4 separate regions of the Mus musculus genome follow, and regions 1, 2 and 4 are each linked to region 3. A link is a contact called in public Hi-C, HiChIP or PLAC-seq and capture Hi-C data. All regions are on one chromosome and are shown on one strand. The core of a region is the stretch at or near the end of the contact, and the rest is flanking DNA. Distances in the headings are between cores, read along the strand shown.

Evidence for each region. A called contact is a pair of places that touch in the nucleus more often than the background predicts. HiChIP or PLAC-seq counts read pairs in DNA pulled down with a chosen protein or histone mark. Capture Hi-C pulls out chosen DNA fragments and counts their contacts.
Region 1: a contact with region 3 is called in a capture Hi-C map of embryonic stem cells, with 2.2 times the contacts expected there. The contact joins the promoter of E030013I19Rik here to the promoter of Il15ra in region 3. A contact is called at or near these places in 1 of 39 promoter capture datasets (the C10 cell line), 1 of 484 Hi-C or Micro-C datasets (embryonic stem cells) and 1 of 9 other capture datasets (embryonic stem cells).
Region 2: a Hi-C map of the N1E-115 cell line shows a contact between it and region 3, with 2.8 times the contacts expected there. The contact joins the enhancer-like site here to the promoter of Il15ra in region 3. A contact is called at or near these places in 4 of 39 promoter capture datasets (the 3T3-L1 cell line, the C10 cell line, pre-B cells and 1 more), 1 of 484 Hi-C or Micro-C datasets (the N1E-115 cell line) and 1 of 115 datasets of contacts at active chromatin or transcription factors (large pre-B cells).
Region 4: an H3K4me3 HiChIP or PLAC-seq map of bone marrow-derived macrophages shows a contact between it and region 3, with 4 times the contacts expected there. The contact joins the enhancer-like site here to the promoter of Il15ra in region 3. A contact is called at or near these places in 6 of 115 datasets of contacts at active chromatin or transcription factors (the 230-238 cell line, bone marrow-derived macrophages, double positive thymocytes and 3 more).

Annotation. Positions count from the first base shown.
Region 1 is chr2:12,299,364-12,304,083 of GRCm38.p6, reverse strand. E030013I19Rik (RIKEN cDNA E030013I19 gene) reads right to left here and starts at 2,838. Exons shown (of 2, transcript NR_040353.1): 1 at 2,495-2,838. It overlaps Itga8 (integrin alpha 8), which reads left to right and starts at 2,140. Exons shown (of 30, transcript NM_001001309.3): 1 at 2,140-2,507; 2 at 3,113-3,246. The coding sequence starts at 2,302.
Region 2 is chr2:12,316,123-12,320,681 of GRCm38.p6, reverse strand. No RefSeq gene overlaps it. Among named protein-coding and RNA genes, the nearest start is that of Itga8, 16 kb to the right of the region's middle. Within about 2 kb of position 3,126, at least 100 of the 459 cell types and tissues checked have an H3K27ac peak or open chromatin away from gene starts, as enhancers often do. A contact at or near this core is called in the N1E-115 cell line, where this site is marked.
Region 3 is chr2:11,704,079-11,708,777 of GRCm38.p6, reverse strand. Il15ra (interleukin 15 receptor, alpha chain) reads right to left here and starts at 3,066. Exons shown (of 7, transcript NM_008358.2): 1 at 2,834-3,066. The coding sequence starts at 2,930.
Region 4 is chr2:11,189,489-11,194,255 of GRCm38.p6, reverse strand. All of the region lies in intron 1 of Prkcq (protein kinase C, theta), which reads right to left. Among named protein-coding and RNA genes, the nearest start is that of Prkcq, 19 kb to the right of the region's middle. Within about 2 kb of position 1,610, at least 114 of the 459 cell types and tissues checked have an H3K27ac peak or open chromatin away from gene starts, as enhancers often do. A contact at or near this core is called in the 230-238 cell line, bone marrow-derived macrophages, double positive thymocytes and 2 more, where this site is marked.

The DNA.
Region 1 (4,720 bases), core at 1,589-4,088, 600 kb before region 3:
TCAATGCAAAGTACACACCAAGGACCATGCTGTCACTTTATACCCTCTTAGACAGTCAACATAAATTAAGACTTTCCTGCAGTATGACAGCTTTCAAAATTACAGTACACTGGTGTCAGGACATTCCCATGTTGTAGTTAATCCCCAGCCTCGGTGACAGCTCTGAGGCGTCCCATGTGTGTATTGTGTGTGAATTACTCATTCAAGCTCATGTGGGGAGTTTGACTTTTATTCTTAGCAATATCTTAATCAAAGTGGCAAACTCTGTGTCCAGCACAAATTGACTTTAGGATAGAGAAGGAAAACCAGTCAACTGGTCTACCACCTACTTGTAAGCTCTTATGCCTCGTATTGGGCAATGTAATTAGGAAATGATGATGTGATGGCTTGACAGGGAGCCTTGTGACAGACTGCTTGTTTTGATTTTTAAATAGGGACAAGTAGAAACACAAAATTGAAATTACTCTACAGAGTGGGTTATGAAGGAAAATGGATGAGAAACCATTTTTTTTTTCCTAGTAGGCTGAGATTTTTGTCTAGTCTACTCAAATTGTATCAACCTTCTGATGGGTCCCCCAGTTGTAGGAAGTGGTACTAATTATTCTTAGATGAGTAAGTTGGCATCTTATTCATCCACTCACTTCACTTATTTTCTCCTAAGTAGGTAACTTAAGACTCAGCTTAGATCCTTTCTGCTGTGCATCCTCCCCCAATCTCAGCCTTTTCCTTAACTTTCATGGCCCTTTTCTCCTTTTGTCTTGTCAACCAGGTTGGGATTCCCTTGTCCATCCCTGCTTTCTTTTTATTCAGATGACTTGCCACTGGACATTTGAATCTCTGGTGCCTATCATATTTCTGCTTTGGCTACTTTTGCCTGGATCCCTGGTCTCAGGATCCATCCAGCCCTATTTCAGACCACTCCTTGGATACTCCTTTTCACTACGATCTTGTACATGGTCATCTAATGCTAGGAGATTAGTGCCTTCAGTGTTTCCCTCATCTGCTTCCGGGAGGTCCAAATCTAAGTCTCCTATTCAAATTCTTGTCTACATCTAAATTTGTTTCCAACTTTCCTGAAATTACCCAGAAACAGCTTGCCCCTTCTCTGTCTCTCTCTCTGTCTCTCTGTCTCTGTCTCTGTCTCTGTCTCTCTCTCACACACACACACACGTGTGTGTGTGTATATATATATATATATATATATATATATATATATATATATATATTTAACACAGCCTTCTCAGGCTAGTCTTGAACTTGTTAGGTTAGCCCAGGCTGTCCAACAAAAGATCCTCTTATTACAGCCCCTGCCCCCAAACAAAACAGTGTTGGGATTTCAGGTATGTGTCACCATGTCCCACACTTCTTTGCCTACACTTAAATTCTGTGTGACCTCAGAGTCATGTTGTTTTTTTTATCACCAATCTATGTCCTGAAAAGTTTGTATTTATAAAAAACCATTTATACACACAGTTCTAGTCTGCTCCCTTCACCTTCGGGCTCCTCGAAAGATCAACAACTAGTACTGGTGAGGAAGAGATCCTGTTGTCTCAAACTTTCACTCCCAAGCCCTGCTTTTGAAAACTGTTAACTGCAGCATTTCTGACTTTGCAGTCCTTCATCACAACCTCATAGGATAGAGGTTTATACCAAATCATACAATGTGCCAGAGATGCCCTTGAGAAAGACTGAGAAAACCTACAGGATTTTTGTATTAGTATGTCAGCGGAATAGGAGAGGAAGAGGGTTCTTACATTCCATTATCAAATCCCATTTACTGAGGAAGAAACTGATTTACCCTCAAAGGTAGAGGTGACAGCCATATAACCACTCTTTTCTGGAGTTGGTATACTCTTTTGTATGCTTGTATCCGAGCTGCGCAATATTGGGAAATCATTAAATTCTCGCCGCATATGGAACACCGCTTCTCCAAAACAATGACTTGAGGTGACATCCATAAAATTTAGATGGTCCTTAAACTAGAGACTCGAAATCTAGCGGGCTCAACAGGCACTTGCCCGGTCCTAGACCGCAAGCTCCGTCCTGCAGCCTGAGAACTAGCCGCTAGAGGGCGCGAAGAGCGCGCCGGCCCCAGCCAGGGGCTGGAGAGGGTCGAGCGCGGGATCCGCTGCTGCAAGCCCAGAGCAGCGGGGTCGGCGGGCCGCACAGGGCGAGAGGACTGTCACTGTGGACGCTCCTAGCTCACCGACCCGGGACACCGGCCTCTGGGGAGCGTCAGGCCTTCTCCTCTGGGCTCCACGGCTCCCGATCCCGGGTGAACAGCGTTCGGGAAGGAGGGCGATGTCTGCGGGAACCCACTGTGGTCCCCCGGGGAACCGGGCACCTCCGTTCGCGCGTCTCTGTTGCGTCTCGGCCGCGCTGGGGATGCTGTGGTCCCCTGCGTGTCTGGCGTTCAACTTGGATGTGGACAAGCTCACTGTGTACAGTGGCCCCGAGGGCAGCTACTTCGGCTACTCACTGGACTTCTACATACCTGATGCGCGCACGTAAGTTGCTGGGTTGGGTTGGTGGCTTGGTGGCGCGCGATTCCAGGTCCTGTCTCTGTCTCTCAGAGGTCTCCGCAGCCAGGAGGAAAGGATGTCTGATATTTCAGGCAACTGCCCACTCCGGGTCGGATTCTGCTCTTTGCCTGCTACCAACATCTTTCCTCCTGACTTATGCTAAATAGATGTGCCCATGAATCTGGGATTGGAGATGCTCCACTGGTATATAAGTTCGGATTCAAAGACAAGAGCATTATACAAAGGAGAGAGTGGGGCGGGACAGACTCAGGTCAGTTTTAAAATAAGGACCGCGCAGTCTGTTCCTACGGAATCTCATAGCGCCTTAGGTTGCAGACAGTTGGGATCTGCCTTCCCCATCACAGTCTCCACCTACCTCCACCTAGACAGGCAGAACCATTAGCAGCCTCTTCCAAAACCAGGTTTCTGGTGCTCATAGGCTTCCAAAGAGGAAATCAAGTTTGGCAGTCTTTCCACAATAAACCTGTTTGTGCCTGCCGCTGCTGCCGCAGTCCGGTGGGCATGCTTCTACAGACTGGGCACACGGGTAAATGTTCCCAGAGGAGTGACTTTCTCCAATCTCTTTGCAGAGCCAGTGTCTTAGTGGGGGCACCCAAAGCCAACACTAGCCAGCCGGATATCGTAGAAGGGGGAGCTGTCTACTACTGTCCCTGGCCCTCAGAGAGGTCTGCACAGTGCAAGCAGATACCGTTTGACACCACCAGTAAGTGATGCTAACCTGTAGTGTGGCCCCTGGTTGAAAAGAACCAGAGCCATTCCTCGCGGCAATTTAGTGTTCTTTCCCCCCCTCCTAATGTAAATCTGAGTGTTTGGATGCATCTGGTAACATCCGTTTCCCTACTGTTCAGAGGTGAACACTAGGGGAGGAGGTGCTTGGGACCAGTAGAAACCCACAGCTGTGAGGGGAGGGGAGCACAGGCTTAATACTTGGTTGGCAGAGGCAGGCTGGTGTCTGTGAGTTCGAGGCCGGCCAGAGTTACAAAATAACCTACACTATAGAGAATCGGGTTGGTCCTCAAATATAGAGGTGGAGACTGATAAAGGACTCGCTTGGAGTATTTGTAATTCTCTAGTTCCCAAGTCCGGAGGTGAGACTTGCCCTGTAGTAGATCCAGACTGCAACCTGGGGTGCTTGACATTCTAATTCTTTACAGAAAGAATTTTCTTTCAAAATACTGGACATTAGATGCAAAATACTACAGGCAGAGTGTGGATGGATTATATTCATTTCCAAAAATCCCCCAGACAGATGTTTCTTATTTAATTAAAGGGAAAATACCATTTCATCTGCTGTTTTTAACTTGGATCCTAAGAAAATAATTTAAAAGGGGTGTTTTGAAAACACCATCACTCGGTGTTTTAGCTTGTAGCACCCAAATGTTAGCATTCAAATAACATATATTATTAGAGAATACCCTCTTTTTTTTCAAAGATGCAAATATGTCAGGTCAAATGACGGCGTGATGGGCAATAAATTAAGATTCCTTGTACACGTCATACTTTAGGACATTGTTCTTACTTTCCCTGTGGTCCTGTGGTTATCTAACTTATGCATCTAGGATTTATGTAAATGTGCATTTTCACAGAATTTTGAAAAAATTGATTGGGTGGTATGTACCCATGACGTTAATCTGTGTCATTTCTGTTGAGAGGGACTATCAATATGGAAATCATTTTGAAGAAAAATTATGCAATCTTTACCTTGAATTATGACCCAATTAGAAAAACATTTCATAAAAAACATTTTGAATTTATATTTCCATGCCCATCCATTGTCATACTATCTTGTTTGTTATTTTATTAATGGTTCAGTTATTTGAAAACAGATTTATAAGGCTTTACTTTATTTACATTCACATTTAGCAACTGGAACTTTTAAATCGTTTGTGAATAAAACAGTGGCGTTTTGATCCTTACTGATCTCTACATCAGAATAAGTTCCTGGGACGGGGGTGGTGGTGGTGGTGGTGGTGGTGCAGGGGGGTGCTCAGTGGGGAAAGAGCTGGCTACAATCCACAGTTCCATGTCAAAGCTAGGCCACGGCGTGTGCTTGTGACCTCAGCACAGGGGGACTGGTAGACAAGAGCCTTTAAGGCACTTTCTAGTCACCTGATCTTAGCTAAAACAACAGTGATCTTTAGGTTCGATGAGTGGCCCCGCTTCAAACAATAAGGCAA
Region 2 (4,559 bases), core at 1,877-4,376, 610 kb before region 3:
CACGCCTTTGATCCTAGCACTTGGGAGGCAGAGGCAGGCGGATTTCTGAGTTCGAGGCCAGCCTGGTCTACAAAGTGAGTTCCAGGACAGCCAGGGCTACACAGAGAAACCCTGTCTCGAAAAACCAAAAAAAAAAAAAAAAAAGATATGGGGATAGGGGAGAACTAAAGGAGTTTTCTATAATGAGAACACAGTAAGATGGCAAGGATTACAGTGGTGTATCAGAGAAATTAAGGGGGTACTCAAAAGAGTGCCGAGGATACTGACAAAGGGGCAAGCATATAAAGAACCTCTAGAACACCATTCTCAGCCCGAGTCATGGCCCTTTGGGGTCGAATGCCCCTTTCACAGGGGTCACCTAAGATCATCAGAAAACACAGACATTTGCCTTACAATTCATTAGCAGTAGCAAACTTACCTCTGTGAAGTAGCAGTGAGAACAAGTTCATGGTTAGGGTCACCACAACATGTTAAATATGCTAAGGTGTCTCAGCAATAGGAAGCCAAGAACCACTGCTCTAGACTATCAAGTGGGTGAAAGAAGTGCAAACACAGGGCATGAAGCTAGACCTAGCTTCCGGCACACCTGAAATCAGGAAGCCTAAGGCAGGATGATCTTGTGTGTCAGAGCAGCATGTATTTCATAGCAAGGACTTGTCTCATGAAGCAGGGAGACACAGAAGGAAGACAGCTAGACTAACAGGTGTATTTATCTTGCTTGCATGTAACAGATATATATGAATGAGAGCGAGGGCTGGGCATGAGATTCATGAGATTGGGTCAAAGAATATTATATTATACATTATATGTTGTATATTATATATTAATTATATATTGTATATTGCATACATATCACATATCATAATATATATGTATATGTGTGCATATATTATACATATACATATTTGTTTTTTAACAAAGCCATACTATTGAGGTCATAGACCCCAAGAGTCATAGACCATATACTAAAGCTTCAGGGCCAGGCATGAGAAACCTCCATTCAAGTTGCTACTAAAGGGCGTTGAAGAGAATCCTCAAACAATTTAGGCATTGCCATTTTTCTTGGCTGCCTCCCAGAATTTGAAGATAAGACCTGATTACTAAAGACACCAGAGACTTTAGATAGAAGACCTAAAGGAATCAGACTGGAGCTGACCTGGACATCTCCTCTCTGACTAGCTCTCATAGCAGAAAAAAGACACCATGCAATCAATGGTACTATCCAGTTGTAAAGCCTACAAACCACAGAAATGACTGACTGCACAAGGAGTCCCATGAATGCAATAGTGCTACTTATATCTTGGGAGTAACCACCCGCTGACTTTAGTCAGAAACACCATGAGCTATCCAGAGGGCTTTTAGAACTTGTACTAGCATAGAGGGCTGTCTCAACCAGAGAGAGCCTGGAGCAAAAGGCTAGCTGTCTCAACCACACACACACACACACACACACACACACACACACACACACACACACACACACGGGGAAGGAGAGAGAGAGAGAGAGAGAGAGAAAGAGAGGAAGAGAGAAACAGTCTGAAAAAGCTGTCTCAACCAGATTACAGAGCCAGGAGCTATAGCTGTCTAGGGAGCCACCTCCCTCAAAACATAGGCCGCCATCTTGGACCTACCATTTGACTTCGAGTCATTTGTTTTTGCTGCTCTTAAGCAACCCCCCCCCTTTTTTTTTTCAGAACCCTCTCCAAGCAGAGGCTGGTCCTTGGCAAGATCCAGATCTCATTTGTTCCTAAGAGAACACTGTATGGCTTGTGCCAACCCACATTTCAATGGTCACAGACAGCAGTTCCTGTTAGAAGAAACAGAAGTGGGCAAGAAAGTTCAGAACGCTTCTGTTTTAACCACTGCCAAGCCAACCTTGACCTTTCTCTCTCTCTCTCTCTCTCTCTCTCTCTCTCTCTCTCTCTCTCTCTCTCTTTTATTTATTTTTCTAATAGCAGAGCAGAAAGCTGGCCTGTGAACTATGTCCTCAGAGCCATCTTGGGTCCACAAAGTTACAGGAAAGCTGAAGACATAGTATTCTAGATTAGATTAGAAAGCTGCTCCTGGTCAGACCATATGTTTCTAACTTGGTCAAGCTTGAACTTAGCTTGTGACATCCCAACTACTTCTTGATTGTCGTTGGCCTTCTGACCTAAGGAGAACATTAGAAGGGACTTGGAAAGAATGTCCTGGCTATGCACACAGCCACACATTTTCAAGTCCTAAGCACATATCACCATCATCTTCCCTCTTCACTACTGGCCATCAGAAGTGAAGCTGTACATTTAAAACCACGGAGCAATAAATCAAATGAGTTTATCCCAGGGTCTTCCCTCTCTTATTACGATAATCTAATAGTCTCCCTCAGTCCTGCGCAAAGCACAAATCTCCATCCACTACAGCAAGCTGTCCACATTTGCCATGGCATGCTTCCAAAGCATGGTTATTTGGCAAAAACAGGAGTGTTTTTAGCAACAAAATCCAAGACAATTGTGAGCTACAGTCTGAAACCAGCATGACACAGGCCAATTAAGTACACATCTGTTATAGCTGCCTCCCAGCTACTCACGGAAGCAAAGCATCACCAAACTCTACACTCACTTCTTCTCCAGAAGTTAGAGGCCCAAATTTGTGTAATCTCTGGATATCTGCTTTAAACCTCTAGACTAAAAAAACAACAAAAACAAAAACAAACAAACAAACAAACAAACAAACAAACAAACAAAATCCTTCAGAGAATCTGGCTACTTATTTTAGGTTAGCCACAAGCTCCCATCATCCTTAGCTGCCTGAATGCTGGGACTAAGTGTGCAGGCCACAGACAGCAACTCAGTCTAAAATGCTTTTTAAACTTTCTTGTGAAATTTATTTTTAAAACTCTATTTAAACGCTTAGTGTTTATATGCCTAAAAATAACAAGTTATTTGAAATAGATATAAATGAAACTCCAACTAAAAGGGACTTAAACAAGGCATTAAGTATAACTCATACGTCAGAAACGTCCAGAGGGGAGTGAGGCAGACACTGGGTGTTCTCTATCCCATGAAAGCCCTGATGTGTTGCCATCTTTCTGTGGTTTGCTCATTTCTCCATTTCTCTGCTCTGATGGCTGCTGTCAGCAGTTGGCCCAGTAGACTTCCTCTTTCCCAACCAGGAAGACAGAAAGCTTCACTCTCCACCACGGTTGGCTGAGCCTGGACCAATCAGTGACTAATTGTCAGGCATTGCCTGGCTATGCCTGAGACTCAAACCTCATCTCATCCCTGCCGATTTTTGTCCATGGAAGAGCGGGTGGCAGAAACTGTTTTGTTTATACCAGTCAGAGCCTATACATGGACTGACTGGTGAGTCTTTCCCACTTGATAGTAATGGAGGAATGAGTGAGTGAGTGGCAGGAGATGAGCCACAAATAAGGAAAGACTGGTGAATACTGATAGGCAAACAACCAGTAAATATCAATTGCACCATCTCCCTTTATACAAATAGCTATCGCTCTTAGAATTGTAATGACCCTTTATAGATGTAAACCATCACATGGTTTCTAGAGGCCAACGGCAAAGATAGAAACGAGATAGTATTTCTCCAAAGGAGCAATTAGGTTGCTGTTAAAAATAACTAGAAGCTGATATTGTGAGAGCTGAGTTCTAGAATCTCAATCTCTCTCTCTCTCTCTTTCTCTCTCTCTCTTTGTCTCCCTCCCTCCCTCCCTCCCTCCCTCCCTCTCTCCCTCCCTCACTCTCCACCACTGAACATTTGCATGACCCTGGGTATCAGTACAGGAAGAAAACAAGAGTGTCTATGTCACAAGGATTGTGCTGAATCATACAAGGAAAGAGCTCATGCAAGGCAATAAGTAGCCATCATTGTTACCCAGCCACTGGGGTGTGAGCTCTCCATGATGGACAGAGGCATCACCTGCGCTTTCTGTTTCTGAGATCTCAGTGCCTCGCCTGTCTGCCTGTCCTTGTACACAGCTCGTGAACTTGTGAGGAGAGAGTGCATCTGCTTTCCTCTATCACTGACTCACTCCGGAACCAGCTTCAAGGGAAGGAAAGAGTTAAAAAGCCCGGGGCCAGCACAGCTGGAGCAAGGCCTTGGTCCAGAGCCCATGCTGAAGGTCTGGAGGAATGAGGTTTGGGCAATTACTCTGAGTGCTACTGGAACAGTGCAGCTGACAAGGACTAAGGAATGAAAGGTAGAAGTGTTGCTTAAAGACCACAGCAGGGCGCTTGGCTTCTTTCGTTTTGTTTTGTTTTTTGTTTTGTTTTGTTTTTGAGCCTGACCGGCAGAGGGCCAAGATGGGTCATCTGGTTTGGTCCCCTCATCTTAAAAAGAAAAATCTGGGAATTTCTCTGTGGGAAAAGAAAGCAGAGAACTCAAAGGACAAAAGACAATAGAGCATTTAATCCAAAACATCTACAAGCAAATGTTTTCATGGATTTTTTGGATTCTCTATGAAGGGAGAAACTGACTACTAAGGGAGAGGCAGGTACTGTTTCCTGTGGAAAGGCTTCAACTAGGGACTCTGTGTGTATGTGTATTAGTACAGAGCGTAGACC
Region 3 (4,699 bases), core at 1,817-4,316:
CGCCAGCCAACCTATCACACTTCCTCATGGTGCAATAAGTACAGGCTGTACTCACTCAGCTCACTGCCCCGAGAACTCATCCATTCCTCTTTCCTCCAGTTCCTTAAGTTGAGGGCCTAGTCGGCTTCGAGGGTCAGAAGGCTGGGTGGTCACAAGTTGGAGACTCAGCAGGACTTCTTGGTTCCAGTTTCCCAGAGACACCAGCTCTGCTTCAGGATTCCTTTGTCACCCACTGAACTATTGCAGAAGCTGCAATCTCACTTGCAGCTGTCAGGCTGTCCTGACTGGTTTGTTCCCTACATGCCTGGAGCACATGTCCACCATGCAGCCTAGCAATGTACTTCCTCCACAGACCCTAGAGTCCCCTACTGTATTGCCCAAAAGAGTATTAAGGCTCCCTAGGAGAAAGCCTTCCATTCACATTTACTACCATAGGTGATGAATGACACCAAGGTCATGGAGGGATTCTATAAGAAAGAGAGTCACCAGGGCCAGGCACACACTTGGGAGGCAGATATCTGTCATGGACAGCCTGGTCTACATAGAGTTCCAAGCCAGCCAGTGCTACACAGTAAGACCCTATCTCAAGGAAAGAAGGAGAGGGAGGAGGAAGAGGAGGAGGAGGAGGAGGGAGAGGAGGATAAAGAATACAGATTCCCAACATGTTGCCTCTTAAATACTACCATACTGAAACAACTTAAATACCCAACAATCAGGAGGCAACTAATGCTGATTCACAGATCTAAAAATAAGTCATAGTTTAGCTGGGTATGGATGCACACACATCCCATAATCCCAGCACTGGGGGAAGGGAGTAGGGAATCATTTTTCACCTGCCATATTGTTTGAGCCTCTCTCTCTCTTTCTCCCTCCCTCCCCACCCCCCTCATACACACACCCCTGGAATTCTCCCCTCTTTGCCCTGCCTCTCTCTCACCCCAACATATTGTGCTGTCCATCCACTCCCATGGATTCAGGTCCTCAGATCTGGATGACAAGAATTTTCACCCTCTAAGCCATCTCCTCAGTAGCCACCCATCTCTTTGTTTGTTTGTTTGTTTATGCTTTTAGGTCTTAGTACATAGCCCAGACTATCTTTTAACTAGAAATCCTCCTGCCTCAGCCTTCAGAGTGCTGGGATTATAAAAATACTCCATTACACTGGGTGCTAGTTCACTGTTGATGCAATTACAACATGAACAAAGAATAATGATTGAGCTAAATAAGCCACACAAGAAAGAGTAGCGTGCTTTATAACTCCACTTATAGAAAATACTAGAAAGTGCAACAAATCCAAAGGAAAAAAAGTTAAATTGTTGCTGAGTTGAGCAGGAGATAAGAATTTTGGAGGACACAGGGAACTTCTTAGTTATGGGTGTAACCCTGCTTTGGTTTGGTGATAGTTTCAAGAGTGTAACTTTCATCCTGAAACACAAAGAAACATACAACTTAAATATTTGCAGTTTTCCTGGAGTCAGTTATGACCCAATAAGGCTGTTCTTAAAACCAAGATTCAGGTGCCAGTTGATGGCACCAGTGGAGCCCGAACTTTAGGCAAGGAGGTGCTTCCTCTAAGCTGAGCTGGACTGAAACCACATTCACTTTCAGACTATTTGGAATATCTGCAGGCTATTTCTGAAATCTCAGGACCATTCTTTGCTATCCAGTTAAGAGGAATTTACCAACACACTCCAGCTTTACAGATGGAGGGTGGGGACCCAAGAATAAATGAAGCCCCGTAACACCCCTACAGAGCCAACCCCAGGCTCAAGTCTGTGTGGGATAACTATGACCAAGTTCCAAGGAGACTGAGTCAGACGCCCATCACTGGGAAATCTTGCTTTAAAACACACTCAGGGCTAAGGAATTGCTAACTTGCAGGAAAGTCCATGGATGACGTCATTGTCCTCGGTCCCCAAATCCTGTGCACATTTGCAAGCATGTGCTTTCACACACATTTCTGTGCAGGGAGTACGTAGATTTTTTTAACAGACTCTGAAGAATTTCATGTTTATAAAAAGATGCGACATCCTGGGTCCGGACGTTGCTAGACCCAACTGTTCTCGCTCTTTCCTTCTAGACCTATTGGAACAAAACTAGGAGTCTCAATTCATTCTTCCCGAGATTAGATCTAGACGACACATTCTGGAACATGTGACACCCCTTCTTCCATGGGAAAACAGTCTCTCCTCCTCTCCAATCGTCCGGGCCCCAAGTTGCCAGTGCGCTTGAGAACCTGGACCTGTTTTGTAGCGTTCAGATGCGCAACCTGCCTGCTCCACACGTGGTTTTTGTTTGTTTGTTTGTTTGTTTTGTTTTGTTTTTCCTCCCGCGGAGCGCAGTACTTTGCCCAGTGCCTTCCATCTAATTTACTTTGACCTGAAAGTCATGAAGGGTGGTTTTTCCTCAAGCCCCTCCTGGAACCCCACAGGCGCGACACCCCACAGCTGCGCCAGGTGGGCTGGCAGAGGCACACTCACACATTTCTCTAAGTTCTTTAAGTCTTATCGAACTTGTCAGACCTGCTCTCCCTAAGTCGCCGAAACGCCGGTGGGATCGCTCAACTCCCTTGCACGTATGGTCCGGGAGCCAGTCTAGAGCAGGGCAAGGGGCCACTCTCTTATCTGCGCTCTCCCAGGCTCCCTCCACGTGTCCCCCCACCCCCACCCAGCTCCCTCCATCACCCCCAGACCCACTGCGATCCTCTCAGCTGGACTCCTGGCTCAGTTCCCAGAAGATGTGACCCCCACACACACACACACACACGAATCAAGTTCAGCTGGGCGTTGGGGTCCCCCTCTGCTCCCCTGTTCCGGCGCATGATGCTCCCTACCCGGCGTCACCCTCAGCGGGAGCAACAGTAGCAACAGCAGCAGCAGCAACACAGGAATGGCCTGGACTCCATAGCCCCGGAGCTGCGGCGAGGCCATGGCCAATTGTCCCCAGCAGTGACCCAACGGGACGCAAGGCTGGGGTCCCTGGGAGGTGGCGAGCTCAGCTCCAGGACCAGACCGCTGCTAAGGAGTATTCGCTTTCGCTTTTGCTTTAGCCCCCGGATTGCAGAGAGGTGCGAAGTGGTGACAGATCTGTGACTCAGCATCCCCACCCCTGCTTTGGAAGAAGCCCCGGCAGCCTGCAGTGACGCCCCCTCCCCAGTTGGGCTGCTCCTGTCCCCCGAAGCGCGCGCGGGGGCCCTCACCCGTAGAAGCCGGCGATCTCCCTTTTCATTCCTTAATGCTGTCTTCCCTGCAGAGGCAAACTCCTTTGAATCCACTCTGCGCCCACACCTGACTTCAGCCTTGTTCACTTGTCATCTGTCCTGGCTGCTGACCTTCAGATTTCAACTTTCAGAGTTTCCCTCTAAGTAGCCCTGAGCTTGACTGTCCGTGCTCTGTGTCCTTGGGCGACTGCATAGGTGTCGCCCCAGTGCAGCCAACGGGAAGTTCTGGGCGGACGATTCTACACCCGGGTCACTTTCCTGGTGCACTCGGGCTCCAAGCTGCTCCTGGCTTCCACACAGCTGCTCCTGGCTGCCTGCCTGCAGTGGTGCTGGCAGTGGCCAGGCCTTGGACACTTTGCCTTCTTCCGGCTGTACCTTTCCAACTCAAGAAAGTGCCAAGTGTTTGAAATGGAAGAAGGGGTGAAGAGGAGAGGGAGGGGAAAGAATAGAAAAAGGAGGAAAGACAGGGAAGAGGAAGAGGGGGAGAGAAAAAGATATAGAGAAGGAAAAGGAGAAGAGGAGAAAGAGGAGGGAGGAGAGGGGGAGGGGAGAGAAGAAGAGGAAAGGAAGAGGAGGAGGAAGAAAGAAGGAAGGTACATTATTCATCTTTGTACCTCACATATAATTTCTTTAGTCAATACACAACTCTTCAGAGTCTAAGAAAGACATCCCCTTCTAAGTGTGTGGATTAATTAAAAACAAAAAACAAACAAACAAAAAAAACTTTACTGGAATTTTAAGTCCCATACTGTGGAGGACCAGATCTGGGGAAGGGGTGGGGGGACAGACGGACATGAGTGCTCAGTCAGAAACGCCCTTAAATATGTAGATGTGGCGTAAGAAGACAGACACGCCTGCCTTTCAGTCTATAGGTCCCTAAATACAATCTGGCACCATAATGAAGCTACTGAGAGAACGCATGCTGATTCTGTTTGGAAAGAATGGAATGACGTGTGATTGAAGTCACCCATCCCCTAGGCATGGTGGACAACAGTGAGCTCTATACTTGACCCTCTTCCCTAAAGAGTCTTAAGATTGGCACAATAAATATGAAATACACACAATAAAAATTCAGAGAGAGGATCAGAAACCACATATTCCAGTCTCTTATAGTCAATGAAAAACCTGGAGAGATAGCTCAGCGGTTAAGAGTACTGGATGGAGAGAGAGAGAGAGAGAGAGAGAGAGAGAGAGAGAGAGAGAGAGAGAGAGAACTGTATGCTCTTCCAAAGGTACTGGGTTCCAACACTCACATGGTGCTCATCACTGTCCATAATTCTGGTTTCAGGGGATCCAGCTCCCTCATCTTTGGGCATTGCATGCACACAGTACACAGACAAATGTATAGTCAGCATTCACACACGTTTTTTAAAAAGTATAATGAATGCCAACATTTTATGTGCTTCAAACTTAGAAACACTCCTTTTATGATGGACATTTTCAAATATCAAAAAAGGAGAGGTAGCCAGGCATGGTGGT
Region 4 (4,767 bases), core at 361-2,860, 510 kb after region 3:
TCTGTTAGGGTGAGAATGTCATATGTGTTTCCCCAGATCGTAATGATGGAGCTAAAGCAAACTGCCTTTTTATGTGGCCTGTTCCTTTTCTACACTGACCGTGTGACTTGTCTTCCTTAAAAATTGCCTTTTTTTTGGGGGGGGGGGGGGAGGCGTTGAGATGGCTCAGTGGGTAAAACAACCTGCCACATAAACCTGATGTTTCAACTGTGGATCATAGTTTTTCATAGTTTCGGGAGAAACTATGAAAAAAAAAAAACCCAAAAAACAAAACAAAACAAAACAAAACAAAACAAAAACAAAAACAAAAAAAAAACCCTTAGGCAGCTGCATGCACCTGCAATCCCAGAATTTTTTGAGGTAAGAAGAGACAAGAGGTGCACACAGGCGAGGCCTGGGGGCCATCTGGCCTGCACCACGCAGAAAAACAGCAAGGAAGAACATGTCAGACTTTGCCTCCAAACAAAGGTGTAAATCTAGACTCATGAACTCTTTTAAGTATGTGCAAGATAATCTCTCACGCATGTACTTAAATTTTAAAGGGAATTCACTCCATCAATATTTAAGGGACACTCTCACAACAGCATTTATTCCTGTTTCTTACAAGCACATCCTTCTAAATTGCCTGGGATTTGGTTGAAAAGAGCCCTGAGTCCAACAAACCTCCCTTCACAGCTGCTAAGATAAAAACAGACATACAATATTTTTAAAATAAAATTAAAAAAAAAAAAAAGCTTAGTAAACACAGGGAGGAGACATATGCAGAAACCCACAACTGATTTAATTTGCAAAACCACACCGCCTTAGCTCAACTAGAGTGAAGATGATTTAGATAAAATACAACCAGAAAAGGGAGATAGCGGATACCGGGTAAGCAACACAGCTGATGCTGTAGCAGGAAACGCTCTGGGCGGGAAGTGAAGATCAGAAAAACTTTCTACATTGGCTTTGTTTCAAGATGCTGGAGGCAATCACTGCTCATTGGAAGAAGGTATTAACTTGTCTCTGTGGGAGAATCCTCACCTTGATGCAGGAAGGAAAACAAGACTTGTTAAATTGAAGCTGTGGAGTCTGGAGCTACCTTCATCTTTGCGTGCAAAGACCTGAGGAATTTCTCAAGAGGTGGATTGTATCTTTAGGGTGTAAGAAAAGAGGGCAAGAAAAACTCCGTGTAGAAACCAACGACTGTGGTTCCTTTCCCAGGAAGTATTTGCAGAGTAGATTACAAGCATAAATGACCATAACCGCACAGCAGGGCAAAACTGCCTCTGGAGGTGACACAGGCTGAAGGTCAAAGGAGAACAGAAAGCGAAAGCTTTTCTGTCTGAGCTTTATTTATGAGTTGGAATTCACTAAGCCATTCTCAAGCATTCTGCTGCTCATTTTCCTAGCTGTGAAATAATTCAGCCATAGGCAATAAAAGGTTAAGGATCAAAAGTGAAAGCAGAGATGAACCTTATGAATAAGGATTACAGCTGTCGGCTTAGGTAAGAGAAGATTCACCTAGGAGCTGGCATTCACTGCCCACTACCAAGACCCAGGCGCTATGTAGTAACAAAAGAATCCAGGGTAGAAAAAGAGAGTCACGTGTGCTTTGAGCCCTTCTAGAGGACCCAAGGGGAGCACTCAAGGATGTGTGGGTCTAGCAGAGAGGGTGGCCATGCTGCTTCTACGCTGTCTAATGGTGCCTTTGTTTTTCTTAACCATGATTTTGCGGCAGTGAGAATGTATGAGATTTTTTTTTTTCTGAGTCATACGTTAAACAATCTGAAAGCTGCTGGGGTTGCAGAAGTTCCCCTGAGCTTCCCAGCCTTGTCTGGATTCTTCAGGCACCGGCCATTACTCAACCTGCTCTCACCGAGCCCTGTTTGCTTTCTTCTCCAACAGACAGGTCTTCTGAGGGCTAGCTAGCATCTTCTCCTTTTATCCCTCTTTCCTCTCTATACACAAAATTATGTCCAATGTGGTTAGATATCTGATCAAGAAATATTTAACTCAAATAAGGCAAATTTAAAGTTTAAAATTAAAAAAATGTCCAGTTTCTGCTCATTGACTAAACCAGGCTAAGGTGTCGTGGAATGTCCACGGAACCTGGGTTTTTAAGGTGATCCGTGCCTTTCAAAGTCCTAAGGTGGCAGAGAATTTCAGGCATTGGAAAAGAATGTGGTGAAAATTTTCTACAATATTTTGTAGGAAGAAATGTTCCAAGGCAGTGGTTCTCCACCTGTGAGTCCCACACAACCCCTTTGGGGGTTGTCTATCAGATATTTACATTATGGTTCATAATAGTACCAAAATTAAAGTTATGAAGTAGAAATGAAATAATTTCATGATTAGTGGTCACCACAACATGAAGAACTAAGGGCCACAGCATTGGGAAGGTTAAGAACCACTGGTCTGAAGGGTTTCTTCCCAACAGGTTAGGGCACTTAGACTTATTTTATACCTTTCATAGTGTCTTCCCTTCTTCTATGACTGAATATATATATGATTGAAACCTAAAATCACTAGCTAGGACCTGGGGAAATGGCTCAGTGGAAAAGGGCCAGGTAAGGGTGAATACTTGATTTCTATGATCCCTGGCACCCTCTGGCTGTGGCCAAACACTTGGTCCATCACTTCAACACTGTCATGTCAGAGACTCACAAGTTGCCAGGCTAGCGAGGTAGCTCCACATTGAGTGAGAGGCCTGCTTCAAGGCAATGATGCAGAGATAATAGAGCAAGACACCCAGTGTCCTTCCCTGGCTTCTACATAGGCATGCACCTCCACATGTGTGCAGATACACAAGACTACACACACCACATATGCTTCCTCACATTCGCCAGACAAACAGAACACTCTAGCACTGGTGGGTCTGCTGTGGCAGGATGGTGACACTGAGGGAAGCCTTACTGACTGCAGCTCCCTAGAAAGAGGGTCATGAACGTCCTCTACCTAGGCAGTTATTGAATCTAATTTGTTTTCATGTATTCATTTCCAGGGCTAGTATGGATGTATTTGTTTATTTTTGAGGCAGAGTCGCTCACAGCCCAGCCTAGCCATGAACTTTCCTGTAACCAAGGTGACCTTGAACCTCTGATCCTCTTCGTTCTGTCTCCCAATCACAGGTGAGCACTACCACCCTCTGCACAGTGCTGCGGCTCTGTGCATGCTCCCTAAGCGCTCGACCAGACAGGTACACCTCTGCTTTTCCACTATAATTATATTCGATTAATTGCTTTGCTTTTGAAAATTGCCCATTTTCTCAAATATGAAAACTCCATTAAAATTCTGAGTTTTTTTTTTCTTTTTAATAACCAATCAAAAAACCAAAGCATACCATTGTCAGCGGTTTTCTGGTGGGGGCGGTATAACACACTTGTTTTAACTCTCTCTCTCTTCTCTCTCTGACAAAATAAGAAACAAAAGTAAACAAGGAACAACCCCCCCCATCAACAACACAGAAATGAAAGTTAAAATGAGCAGGAAAAAAAATGAATAAAATTTAAAAATACCAAAACAAAACAAAAAGCTTCACAAAAATACCACTGAGTTTGTTTATTTTGTCAACTATTCCTGGCCATCTCGGAGGTCTGACCTGTGTGTGGTTCATATATTTGGTGACATTCCAATAGAGAAAAAAAATTAAATGATGCCTTTAAAGATCTCTCTCTCTGTCTCTCATTATGTGCACAGTGTTTTGGCTGAGTTCTGCTTGTATACCACTTACATGTCTGGTGCCACTGGAGTCAGAGAGGTGTCAGGTCTCCTGGGACTAGAGTTGCAGGTGATTGTGAACCACATTTTGGGTGCTGGGGATTGAACCTGGGGCTGTATGAATGCTAGGCAAGCATGCTACCAGCTGAGCTACATCCCTAACCCCTAAATGATGCTTTTGAAGTTAAAAACAAAAGAATACTTGTTTTGAAGAAGAGTGTCTTTTTGAGTATTGAAATCAAGTGCTTCGGGAGCCTGCTAAACAATGAACAATAGGCTCAGGGGCCATCAAAAATTGACACAAATTTATTGGTTTATATACATATGAAAATCTCCCGACGGAAAGGCAAATGAAAAAGTACCATCAGGCACAAACGAAAATAATTTCAAGATGTCCCATGGTGCATTATTTTTTGAATTCCCCAAATATTTTCATGAAGTTCAAACTTCATGGTTATTGCTCAAGAATGCTAATCTAGCTGCATCCTCACTCTGTTTTAATTAAAGAAATTAATAGTTCCCTGTGAGTTACAGAAGTCAGCATCAGCCTCTCTCTCTGCCTCTCTGTCTCTGTCTGCCTGTCTCTCTGCCTCTGTCGTGTGTGTGTGTGTGTGTGTGTGTGTGTGTGTGTGTGAGAGAGAGAGAGAGAGAGAGAGAGAGAGAGAGAGAGAGAGAGAGAGAGAGACTTGTCTGTGTGAGCTTGTGAGGAGCACAGATGTTGAAGCCATGATCAGTCCTTGATCTGTCACTAAGTCACACCTCCCCCCAGACAGAATGTAGCAGTGCTGGGGGTGCTTATTAAATACAGCATTCAACCTAGAATGAATGAGAGACAGAGGGGGAAGCTCATGTGAGCATGGTGAGCTTGAGAACGGGAGGAGTCAGTCCAGAGGATAGATGAAGGTTCTAAAATGCAGTCTATCTCAGCTCCAGGTCTGCTTAAAAAAAATCTTTACATACAAAACTAGAAGTTTCAAATACAATTGGAAGGCAAGAAGTCCATGGAGAAATAAATCAGGTTTCTGGACATACTGGGAAGGAAAATACATAGGGCATGAAGGTGGCGAT